3 separate regions of the Mus musculus genome follow, and regions 2 and 3 are each linked to region 1. A link is a contact called in public HiChIP or PLAC-seq and promoter capture Hi-C data. All regions are on one chromosome and are shown on one strand. Each heading gives the region's core, a stretch centred on a gene start, on an enhancer-like site or on the middle of the called end of the contact. The rest is flanking DNA. Distances are from core to core; before and after follow the strand shown.

The links. Promoter capture Hi-C pulls out the DNA fragments that hold promoters and counts their contacts. HiChIP or PLAC-seq counts read pairs in DNA pulled down with a chosen protein or histone mark.
Region 2: a FOXA1 HiChIP or PLAC-seq map of pancreatic cancer cells shows a contact between it and region 1. The contact joins the promoter of Tmie here to the promoter of Kif9 in region 1. A contact is called at or near these places in 3 of 39 promoter capture datasets (cranial neural crest, hippocampal neurons and liver), 1 of 484 Hi-C or Micro-C datasets (CD4 T cells), 6 of 115 datasets of contacts at active chromatin or transcription factors (astrocytes, bone marrow-derived macrophages, double positive thymocytes and 3 more) and 3 of 9 other capture datasets (adipose tissue, embryonic stem cells and liver).
Region 3: a promoter capture Hi-C map of embryonic stem cells shows a contact between it and region 1. The contact joins the promoter of Prss43 here to the promoter of Kif9 in region 1. A contact is called at or near these places in 6 of 39 promoter capture datasets (cranial neural crest, embryonic stem cells, frontonasal cranial neural crest and 3 more), 3 of 115 datasets of contacts at active chromatin or transcription factors (double positive thymocytes and embryonic stem cells) and 5 of 9 other capture datasets (adipose tissue, embryonic stem cells, liver and 2 more).

Annotation. Positions count from the first base shown.
Region 1 is chr9:110,474,883-110,478,644 of GRCm38.p6, forward strand. Kif9 (kinesin family member 9) reads left to right here and starts at 2,112. Exons shown (of 21, transcript NM_001163569.1): 1 at 2,112-2,232. It overlaps Klhl18 (kelch-like 18), which reads right to left and starts at 1,812. Exons shown (of 10, transcript NM_177771.5): 1 at 1,584-1,812. The coding sequence starts at 1,712.
Region 2 is chr9:110,878,175-110,881,936 of GRCm38.p6, forward strand. It overlaps Tmie (transmembrane inner ear), which reads right to left and starts at 1,899. Exons shown (of 6, transcript NM_146260.3): 1 at 1,096-1,899. Als2cl (ALS2 C-terminal like) reads left to right here and starts at 2,000. Exons shown (of 27, transcript NM_001146059.1): 1 at 2,000-2,055.
Region 3 is chr9:110,824,508-110,828,269 of GRCm38.p6, forward strand. It overlaps Prss43 (protease, serine 43), which reads left to right and starts at 2,183. Exons shown (of 6, transcript NM_199471.1): 1 at 2,183-2,618; 2 at 2,819-3,067; 3 at 3,249-3,408. The coding sequence starts at 2,540.

The DNA of each region.
Region 1 (3,762 bases), core at 862-3,361:
TTCACTACTCTAATTAGAGATCCATTTCTTTCAGGATTGATGAAAAAGTTAACATAGGTGCTATACAAAGAATACCAAATATCTAATCCTCACTAATGGTGAGATTTAAGAATCGTCTTTAAGCCGGACAATGGTGGCGCACACCTTTGATCCCAGCACTTGGGAAGCAGAAGTAGGCAGATTTCTTAGTTCCAGGCCAGCCTGGTCTACAAAGTGAGTTCCAGGACAGCCAGGGCTACACAGAGAAACCCTGTCTCAAACAAACAAACAAACAAACAAACATTAAACACAAAAAAAAAACCCCACAAACAAACAAAAAAGAATCATCTTTAAACTGAGTGGTGATGGCTCACATCCTGACTTGAAAAACCAAAAACAAAGAACAAAAATTATTTTCACATTTCGAAATTTAAACTTAAAGAGATTAAGTAATGTGCCCATGGTTACAGCTAGTGTGTTCTTTCTCCAAAGCCACCCTCAGTTTGTTTTGCTTTTTAAAGTGCCAAACCATTAACCATTCAACTTTTTTTTTTTTTTTTTTTTTTTTTGAGACAGGGTTTCTCATAGACCTGGCTGTCCTAGAACTCACTCTGTAGACCAGGCTGGTCATGAGGTCTGCTTGCCTCTGCCTCCCAAGTGCTGGGATTAAAAGAGTGCTCCACCACTGCCCAGGAGCCACCCTATTCATTCCTACCAGTCTGACTCGAATACATGGAGAAGCAATGCTTCCTTAACTCAGTAGAAGATAAAGTCTAAGAGGTGTCTGTGTCTTTCTGTTGTTTTGAAACAGGAAGAGGGAGTGTCACACCGAGACAGTAAGAGCCTTCCAGGCAAGGTCCAACAGGAAAAACCACAGGCAGGCAGTATCCCCACCTGGAGGGATCTACCTGGCTCAGCAGGGCACCAAGGTGCAGCCCTGCACGACTCAAAGCACAGGGGGCACTGGCCCTTGACACCAGACCAGAATGCTGGATGGGAACAGGTGGCAAAAATATCCCTCTCCCCAAACAGTCCTTTAGCCTGGCCTCCAGGACCTTTTAAGGTGGTGACAGTAGATTGTTTTCCAGCATGGAAGAGAGTAGCCCACATCAAAAGATTTCCAGATCCGATTCTAAAAGCGCCAAGGGCAAGCAATGACTCCTGAAGAGAAGGCTTAGCATTTACAACAGCACAGCCAACTTCAAGGAGCCCAAAGAAATGACTTTAGGACAAGATAGGATGTCTTAGTGGTACCCATCGGAATGTGGAGTCAGCCACCGCCCCTTCCTCCATGGTCTGCCTGTAAGAACATTTTCTCTTTTCTGTATGACAGAAAAGGAGGCGGATACCCCAATGTCTCCTGCTCTTAGGGCGTCAGAGGCACACCTCTCAATCTTTCCTTCCAATGGCTGAACGGCTGTCCCCTTTACTCTCCCAACTTGGCCTCATTTCCCCCTCTGCGCTTGGCACCGCTCTCTACTACTCTGTTCCCCTCTAACCTTTCTCCACCCACAGTCGGCTGGACCACTCTTCCCCTGTCCACCACCCTTTTCTTCCCGCTCAGTCCCTTTCCCCTCAGCCAGCCACCGCCCAGACCATGGTACCTTTAGCGTCACGTCGCATAGCTTGCCCTGCCGCCGGATCTCCTCCATGACGCCGTAGCCGCGACTAGGCAACTCCGACACGGAGAAATGCACCAAGTCCTCCAGCTCCTCCGCGCCGTCCTCCACCATCTTCCCCGGCCGCCGCAACTGCGCAGGCCTGGCCAGCAGGCTTCACACTAACCAGGGCGGGGCAAGGGCTCACGCTGAAGGCTGCCCAGAACGCGAAGCCGGAATCTCACTGGCCTGCGCGGCCACCGTACCCACAAAGTCCTCGACACCGGAAGTCTCGCTGCCCCGCTTCCTGGTTTATACATAGCCTTTTTCCCCCCGTAACTCAAACTCAGGCTTCGCATATACAGCTACTCTAAGCCTTCCAGGTTAATTGACTCCATCTCTGTCTTCTTTGTTCAGCTCTGACTTTCCCTGTATCTTTAACGGAGAAATGTGGGCTTAAATTCCGCCACCACCCTACACTACTTCCGTAATCCCTGCAGGCTTCCTGTTGCCATGGCGACTGTGTACACAGCCAGTCGGCTAGCTGTCCTGGTTGCGAACAGAGCTCCCTCAAGTTGCTGCAGTTCTAGCGGTCGCTCTACCCGAGCGCCACTGCCCCGCGAGGTGAGCAGTGGTCACGAGCCGGTGGCGTTAGGTAAAAGGGAAACCTGGTGGGGATATCCTCCCAGCTGCTGTCAGTGGCTGGGTTCCTAACTCCTTTGGTTCTTTTATTTGTGAAAAAAAAAAAAAAATCGGAGACACCCCTGGAGATGCTCCTTTCAACCTGGTCGCAGCTTAGGGGAGCTAGGAGTTTCTGATGTTCCTTAGTCCCACGAGTCTCCACTGAGGTCCCACGACTTGCCTTAGACGGAGAGGGCGTGAGTTTGAGTGTCAGAGATCATTAAGACACGGTGTCATCACTTAGAGCCTTCTAACTACCGAAGAGGAAAACCCTCTAGAGGGGCACAGGAATGGGACCAAGGCAATCTGTCACACACATTTTAGAAAAGCATTCCACACACTGGGTGAGAAATAGGAGAGTGGCCAGTTTTGCCTGGGTGCAAACTTTGGGTTCATCTCATGCTGAGATGCAGTAGGACCCAGTGTTGTGGGTTTAAAGGGTGTTTGTTTCTTAGTCTTTATCCCTGATCGAGGTAAGAGCATGGTAGGTATGAACGCCTAGTGCCTATGAGTAATCCCATTGACTTCTTGTCAAGCCTTCGTGGGTGTTAATGTATATCCTGCTCATTCCCAAGCCCAAAACAAATGGAGAAACACTGACTCTCTCAGCACAGAGGTCTCCTGGTGGCTCGTCAGAGTCACTTTATTATGTGAAGTATGTAAGGACTGTGTTCAGATTTCTGGGAGTATTCCATCCTGAGGGGGAAAAAACACTACCTAATGGGAGGGTATCTTGAGACTGAGCATGGCTTCTTGTACTGGGAAATGAAGTATCCTCCCCAGAACGCTGCAAGTTCAGGGATTAGAGTAGTGTGGGAGGGGAGTGACATATCACATACCTTGGCACTCTCTCAGTAGTGGCTGAAGATGGTGGACCCACCTATGGAGATTCAGTCACCCTCTGACTTCCAGCCATGAGTATCACCATCAACTACCATTTCTTGAGCACCTGGTGTGTGCTGGGCGCTGTTCTGGACCTTGTGGGGGGCATCACAAGAGGTAAACGGCACGACCCTTATCCTCAAGCAGCTTGTAATTTGACTTGGGAGCTGAAGCCCACATAAATGAAGCGGCATAAGAACGGTAGCAAGCAGTACCTCAGTAAGTGCGAAATGGCATGTGCTTCCTTCCGCGGCACTGTTGGCTAGTGGGCTCCCGAGAGGAGTATAGACCCTCGGAAAGGCTTGTTGCCAACTGCGCATGACTCCAGGGATGCTCGGCGGCATGAGCATCCGGAGGACCCTGGAAAGGTCGGATGGGGGGGCTGCATGTGCACGCGCGCGTTGGAAGTTGTAGGGCAGAAACGGGGGGGAAAGCTCTGGAGCAGCCTTTGAGCTGGCCTGTGAACCCGCTTCCAGAACTCTCTGGATTCTTTGTAATTCCTTCTAGATGTTATACTCAACGGCACTGGAACCTTCCTGGGCAGGAAGATAAGACTCTTGGGGCTTGTGTTCAGAAAGGTTTCCCAGAGCTGTAGAAACTGAGTATTGAGTAAAAGAAGCAC
Region 2 (3,762 bases), core at 649-3,148, 400 kb after region 1:
TTGCATTCTGCATGTGGCTCTATGTCTGTGTGTCAGTCTATGTCCTTGGACACGGATGCACAAGTGCCCACGAATGGGGCTGCTACCATGGAGATGTGTGGCCCAGCTGAGTACATATGTGGCCACATGCCTCCCATGGGGAACTGTATACATGCACATGCCATGTGCAAATCTGTGAGGAGCTGAAACAGGAGCCCTGTGATGAGGTGGGGAAGGGCAGGGGATTCAGTAGATCTCAAACTTTGGGTACTACCGGGGGAGTGGGGCAGAATCCGGCCCTCTGTCAAGGACTAACTGGAAGAGATACCAGGTAGGCCTTGCCTCGAGGCAGATAACAGAACAAGGAGTGGGGATGCATGTGAGAAGGCTGAGTGGATGAGAAAGTCGTCGCATCTCATGAAGGAAGCTGGGATGCCCCTTTCTTCCTCCCAGGCAGGCAGAGGGCAGGGGTTAGAGAAGTAGGTATCTGGGGGATGGTGCATCCTCGGGGGTAGGGGAGGTGGGAGCGGGGTACACAGGAGAGTATTGAAAGCAGCAAAGCTGGGGTTGAGGTGTCACCTCAGTTCAGTACTTGCATGTAGGCATGATCCCCAAAACCCATGTGAAAAAGCAAGGTGTGGTGGCAGACAATTGTAATCCCATTACAGGGAGGCAGGGACAGTCAGGTACTCACTGGGCACTCAGTCTAGTCTATGTGGTTAGGTGAAGGCCTATGAGAGGCTGTCTCAAAAAAAAAAAAAAGCACCAGAGGAGACACAGCCAAACATCACACACACACACACACACACACACACTCACACACTCACACACTCCTGCATGGATATACATACACATCATACATGAAAAAAAAAAAAAAGAACCTGTAATACATTTATCTTTTAAAAAAGTATTTACAAGAAAGAAAGAAAAGGCTGGAAGGAAGGAGATGTTTTGGCCGAGTGGAGAGGGAAGAAGAGGCTCGGGAGGGTTCTTGACGATGGAGAGACCAAGATTGGAGCAGGGAAGTGAACAAGAGCAGCAACCGCGGTAGGGTTCTTGGGCAACAAACTTGGAGCCTGCCACTGTAGGGCAGATTGGCAGAACTTAAATGCTCACCAGAAAGCACCCCAAGGGAGCCAGGGATGCTGAAGTTGGCAGGCCCCTTCTGAGAAACTCTTAGAAGTCTCTTTTCTCTCTGGCAGAATGCATGGAGGCTGTCCAAAACTTGGGTAGGGGGCAGGTGGACTATCCTTGCTCTTTCACAGCTGTCTCCTCCCCAGGCTTCTCTCTGTACTCAGGCTTGGAAGGCTTAGAAGCAACTCAGCCAGGCTAGTCAGCAGCTCCTAGAGGCCGGGTGCCACTGCAGGTGGAGGGGTGACTTGCTTGCTGGCCAAAAGGGAGCCCGGCAGCTGGACAGCAGGCCTCTTTGTTACAGGTTTGAACCATGGTCCCTCCTCCTTCCAAGACTTTGGTTTGGAACTGCGCTGCTCTTTCCAAGGTCGAAGGCTTTGGCACAGGAAACTGGCCAGCTTCAGGCTGTACCCGGAATGAATGCAGGGGGCCTCCTTCAAGGTTACACACAGCAGTAGCTGCTACCAAAGCATGCCCAGTTCAGGGTCTTCGGATCATCATGGCCAACTGCTCTAAGCAACAAGTTTCCCGAATCTACCCAGGGCTCCTTCGCGGGTGTGTGAGGGTGAGGGGGGGGGGGTGCCCAGTGACCCAAAGGGGGTCGGCAAGATTTCAGAGCTACAGCCTGGGCAGAGTTGGTGGGTAAGGAAATCGGGGTGGCCCCAGGCACTGCCTGCCGTCCTCGGATCTGGAGAGGGAGGTAAAAGGCGAAAGACAGCCAGGGTGCGATCCTGGGGAGCTCGCGGACCGACCGAAGGGGAGCTTTCGCAGTCTGGCGGGAGAGGCTCTGGGAGAGAGTTGTTGGCTTGGGGACATTCCGAGGCCGAGCCCCGCCTCCTCGGAGACGCCCCCGCGCGAACAACACCTCGGGGCGGGGCGCGGAGAGGAAGGGCGGCCCGGCGCGGAGCTGCGCGGCCACTCGGGGCACCGCGGCGCAAAGCGCAGGTAAGAGCGCGCGTCGGTGGGCGGGGTCCGCTGCCCCACGAGCTCAGCTGCGGGTGGGGGCTCTCTCCTCCTCCCGCTGCCATGGTCACGAGCCCTCCATCTTCGGTCTCAGCTTCCTCCTCCCGGTCCCGTGGCCGCCCGGCTCCGGTTTAAACGCAGCGCGGGGTCCAACCCCTAGCAGCAGTGCGGAGCGCGAGCACCGTGCCCTGCGTCCAGGCCAGAACCCAGGTGCGAGTTTATCACCCAGAGGGAGAGAGGCTGCCAGGAGCAGGTGACCTGGCTGGTCAGGGCGGAAGGGCTGACAGAGAAGCCGAAAAGGTGGTGTTGCCTGCCTGGGAGGAGCCTAGACGGATGTCCGAATGTTGGAGCAGAGTAGTTTGGAACTGACTAATGCAGTCGGGAAAAGCTAATGCGGAGACTGGGAGGCATGTAGGGCAAGAGAGGCAGAGAAGGGGCTGAAGACTGGAGGGCCCGTGTGACAGTTTTGTGCACTTGCCTGGAGCACTTTCTCCACTGCCCACCGGGCATGTAGGTTGATTAATGGGCCTCTAGCATAGTCCAGGAAAAGCAGAAATAAGGTCCATGCCACTCCAGATCAGGAAATACCAGAGTGAGTGCCATGCTAGGGTGCGGCTTAAGGGGCCTGAGGGGCCAGAACTGGGTGAGGGCAGGGAAGGCCCCAGTGACCCTGCTTGGGAGCGATCTGGTGTGGACAGAGGCCAAGAATGCAAGGGAAAGGTCTAGCTACTGTTTAGATGGCCACAAGGACAATAGCTGAGTCACCTGTGCACCCAGCTTAACTTTTTTGGCCTCACCCTGCAGCTTTTGAACCAAGTCTACCCGGGGTGAGAAGGGAGGCTGGGCCCTACTAGGAATGCTGGGTGTACCTCAGTGAGTCACCCAGCACCTCTGAGCCACTTAGTTCTCGTGAGCCTGTTAGGGCTGGGAGTGAGGGGCCTGGGTCTGAGCTCTGCACCTGATCTACAGATAGTATCTCTACACCCTCCTGGACTTTCCATGCCTCAAATTCACCGTTTGCACAGCCTGCCACTCAGGACCCCAGAGTTGGCAGGAGGGAGAGTATGAGGAAGCCGTGTTGTTGACCAGAGGGCTATGGGATGGGTGCTGGGCCCAGGGCTAGAGAGAATATTCTTGCTGGCTCATACTCTCAAACACTCGTGTCTGGCCTTTTACTCACGACACCGCTTCTAGCTCCTAGCTGGGAGACTTCTATATCAGACTCCAGATGTAGCCTTCCTGGGCCACCTTTACCATCCATGTTTAATGTCTGCCCTTTCCTCTGGTGATGTGATTTCCTGGGGGTGGAAATCCTTCTGGGACCACAGACCTAAAAGGTACTACTATAGAGTTAGTGGCTGCTAATCTGGGTCTGTCGTATCTACCCAGGTCCAGTCTATCCATGCCAAGAGAAGCGTCTCTCTACAGTTTATTCTTTTGAGGGGCAACCACAGGAGTCTGAAATGTCCTGGTCTAGTTAGATCTCCTTTTCAGAGAGGACCAGGGATGGGTAAGCTATGACATATCAGGCTGAGATGGATCTCTTGTGGACAGCCGGCTAAATGTGGGCAGGGTACCAGGGTAGTTCAAGGTTATAGGGATAGACGTTCCAGTCTATCAATGTCTGGAAACATGGTTGAGGGTCAGGGAGGCCCAGGTCACTTGGCCCACCTCAGTCCCTCAGCTGGG
Region 3 (3,762 bases), core at 933-3,432, 350 kb after region 1:
AGCAATGAAGCATCTGGTACGCATGTGCCTTTACACAGGGGACAGGGGGCAGGGCATTTGGTACTCATGCGCCTCGAAAAAGCCGACTGGCATGATGGTTTCTCAGCTTCTTTCAGCTCTCATTTAAACAAGTGTTTACCACTACGTTTTCCTTACATATTTGTGGGTTTTGCTGGAATTTTTTCCACCAATTTCAAAGAACCGCAACAATAATCTGAACCACTACTTGGCATACCTAAGTGAAGAAGGCTATGATGTACATCGTGGAGAAGAGTTTTCTCAGAGCAGGTTTCCTGGGTTAGAAGTGCCATGGGCTGAGTGTAGTCAACTAGCAGAGTGGATCTGAGGGGCTGTGTTTACAGAGTAACACACTTAGAAACGGAGATCTGTTGGCTGAGAATACTGTAAGCATACTCAAGGCGCATAAGCCTAGAATTCCAATAAGAGCAATGGTCTATTAAGGCTTATGATGTCTTTATAAAGCATAACACAGTATACTGGATGGTGTTAGGGAGTGGTTTTCTTGTTTTTGTTTTTGTTTTTGTTTTGTTTTTGAGAAGACACTCACCCACCAGCGGGACCAGGCTCTCAGGACAGTCTAAATGGGTGAAGTTAGAAGCAAGTCACAAGGTCGACAAGGGTGGGGGAATGAAACCACTCTATTTATTATTTGAGGTGAGCCCTTGCTTTTTAGCACGGGGAAGCCTTGAACTCACTACATAGCCCAGGCGGACCTTAAGTAGTCTGTTTACTGCCTCTCACTCCCAACTGTTGGCATTACAGCGTGAGCTACCACTCCTGGATGAATGAATCTCATTTCTTAGTGGGTAAAGGTCCAAAATATTGTGGCTGAGTTTCCTAATTCCACCACAGCAGGGATGATAGTTGCAATTCTTTAAAACCCGTAAAATGTGTTAATATCCAAACTCTTGATAAAATATTCCCAGCCGTCAAGTGAAAGAAAAATGCTCTAATTATGAGGTCACTATTTTCAACCCTCTACAGGATTAGTGTTTCTAGGCAAAATCATCAAACCATTCCTAAAGTCACAGAAGAGCCATGTGGCGGGGCTGGAGAGAAGGCTCGGCAGTTAAGAGCTGGCTGCTCTTGCAGACCATCCTGGTTCAGATCCCAGTACCCATATGGCATCCATAATTTCCATTCCAGGGAATCTCGTGCTCTTTTCTGGCCTCTATGGGCACCAAGCACATATCCTGTGCACTGCCATACATGCAGGCAAAACACTCATCCCACAAAATAAAAAAATAAATATTAAAAAAGGAAACCACAGAGATAGTGTGTGTCTCCAAAGAGAATGTAGCACGTGGCTAGTTAACCAAGGGCTGGGACCCGGTTCTCACTGTGAACTTGCAGGAAATAGAGAAGCCAGAAGACTAAGACAGGGTAAGATTCAAAGAGTCTAGCCTGCAGGTGACTCCACACTTCAAACAATACTGAGATTTCTGCTCATGAAGTCTGAGGGACAGAAGGAGGAAGCACGGTCTTGAGTATCTCTTAAAGATACAGGAAGTGCAAAAAAAAAAAAAAAAAAAGCCTTGCCAGACTCAAGCACAGTATTGGGGAAGCAGGTCTGGGGCTGGGTACTACAGAACACGGAGTGGCGAATTACATGAAAGTACGATGTGTGAACACTGGAGAACAGCCTCCTGCTGTGTCCCGGGAGGCACACGGAGGGGCTCCTGAACCTTTGGCACAATCCTGTGTCTTGACCTCGATTGTGGCTACATGCGTTGGCGCTTTACACTGATTCCCAAAGCTGTGCATTTCTTACGCTTGGGGTATGGGCTTTATTTTTGGATATGTATTAATATCCAAACTCTTGATAAAATATTCCCAGCTGTCAAATGACAGAAAAATGCTCTAATTATGAGATCACCATTTCCAACCCTCTAAGGGATTACTGTTTCTAGGCAAAAATCATCAAACCATTCCTAAAGTCACAGAAGAGCCATGTGGTGGGGCTGGAGATTAAAGGGGAAATGGCCAGACTATTATGATGTTATGTTGTCTGGGACTGGGGTAGGGTAGGCTTTTTATTAAATTTTAAAATTATTATTTCTTAATTCGTGTGTAAGAGTTCTCTCTCTCTCTCTCTCTCTCTCTCTCTCTCTCTCTCTCTCTGTGTGTGTGTGTGTGTGTGTGTGTGTGTGTGTGCCTGGAGTCGCAGGTCAGAAGAGAGATGGGATTCCCCCGAACTGGAGTTATGAGTGGCTCTGAGCCACCAGTGTAATAAGGAACATGTGGGTGCTGGGAACTGAATCCAGGTCTGAATCTGCAAGCGAGGCAAGTGCTCCCGCCCCCTTTACATTTAATATTGATAAGATCTAGTATACCTTCAAAGTCTCTAAGACAGTGCTACCCAGTTAGCTTTTGAGTGGATGACTGAGGCATCCAACATCTTCGGGCTTAACTCAGGACCACAGCCGTCCTGCCCACAGGAAGGCACCTGCACGAGACACTACTGCGGGGTGGGGGCGGGGGACTACCAGAAAAAGGATTGCCTGAATCCAAGGCTGGGATGGGTGGCTTCTGTGGCGCGGACAGGGGCGGCTTCCTAGCCCTCCTGGTCTGGCTTCAGCTTCTTCAGCCTTTGTTCAGTGAGGCCTTAGCTGGGGACAGGGGTCCTGGTGGGAGCAGTGGGGGAGGTGTGGCTTCATGGAACTTGGCTTGGGCGAGAGTGGCCATGGTGATGGTGTTGGCGTTGGTGACAGTGCTGGTGCCGTAGGGGCAGTCGGCCCAGGAGCCAGCAGCTGCACCCGCACTCAAGCTGAGCTTTTCCTGTTGGCTTCTTCCTCAGGTGGTACTTACAAACCCAGGGAAGATTCCGGAGTGATGCACCGGCCCCAGAGGCCCCGGAGACCCCGGAGTGACCCAGAGGCCCCGGCACAGCAGAGTCGCTTGAAATCCCTGAGTATTTCGCACCCTTCAGGAGTTCCGGTGTCTGTAGACAGGACTGAGATTCCAGGATCAGGGTCTCCTTCAGGGACCACAACCAAAATTACCTTGGAAAACAGGAGGAGCTCTCTAGGAGGACCGTTTTTTACAGGTACTCCTACTGGTGCCAGGCCTGTCTGGGAGGTCAAAGGGCCACCTAGTCGGGCTGGGGAGCCGAGGTCGGCTCCTGCCCTTGGAGGGCTGGAGAGAGTCCCTCCCCGAGGATGACCTTGACCATGTGTGAAATGGGATGGAGGTGTGGAGAAGTGGCTTCACTTTTAATTTCTCTTTAGACACTTGCGGCCATAGAATTACAGAGGTAGATCCTGGAAGTTTATCTGCAGGGAGGAAGTGGCCTTGGCAGGTGAGTCTGCAGAGTCAAAATGAGCATGTTTGTGGAGGCTCCCTCATCAGCCACCGATGGGTGTTGACTGCGGCCCACTGCATATATGAGTGAGTATTTGGGGACCTGGTTTGGGGTGTCTTGTCCCTCATCTCTTAATGTCTTTCATCCAAAAAAAAAAGAAGGAGGAGGAGGAAAGAGAGAAGGAGGAGGAAGAGGAGAAGGAGGAAGAAGAGGAGGAGAAAGAAGAGGAGGAGGAAGAGAAGGAGAAGAAGGAGAAGAAGAAGGAGGAGGAGGAGGAAGAGGAGGAGGAGGAGAAGGAGAAGGAGGAGGAGAAGGAGAAGGAGGAGGAGAAAAGGAGGAGAAGGAAAGAGAAGAAAGAAAAAAGAAAAAAGAAAGGAAAAAAAGGAAAAAAACGTTTTTCCCTTTTTATCTGTAAAAGGAGTGATGATCCAAGGATTTTT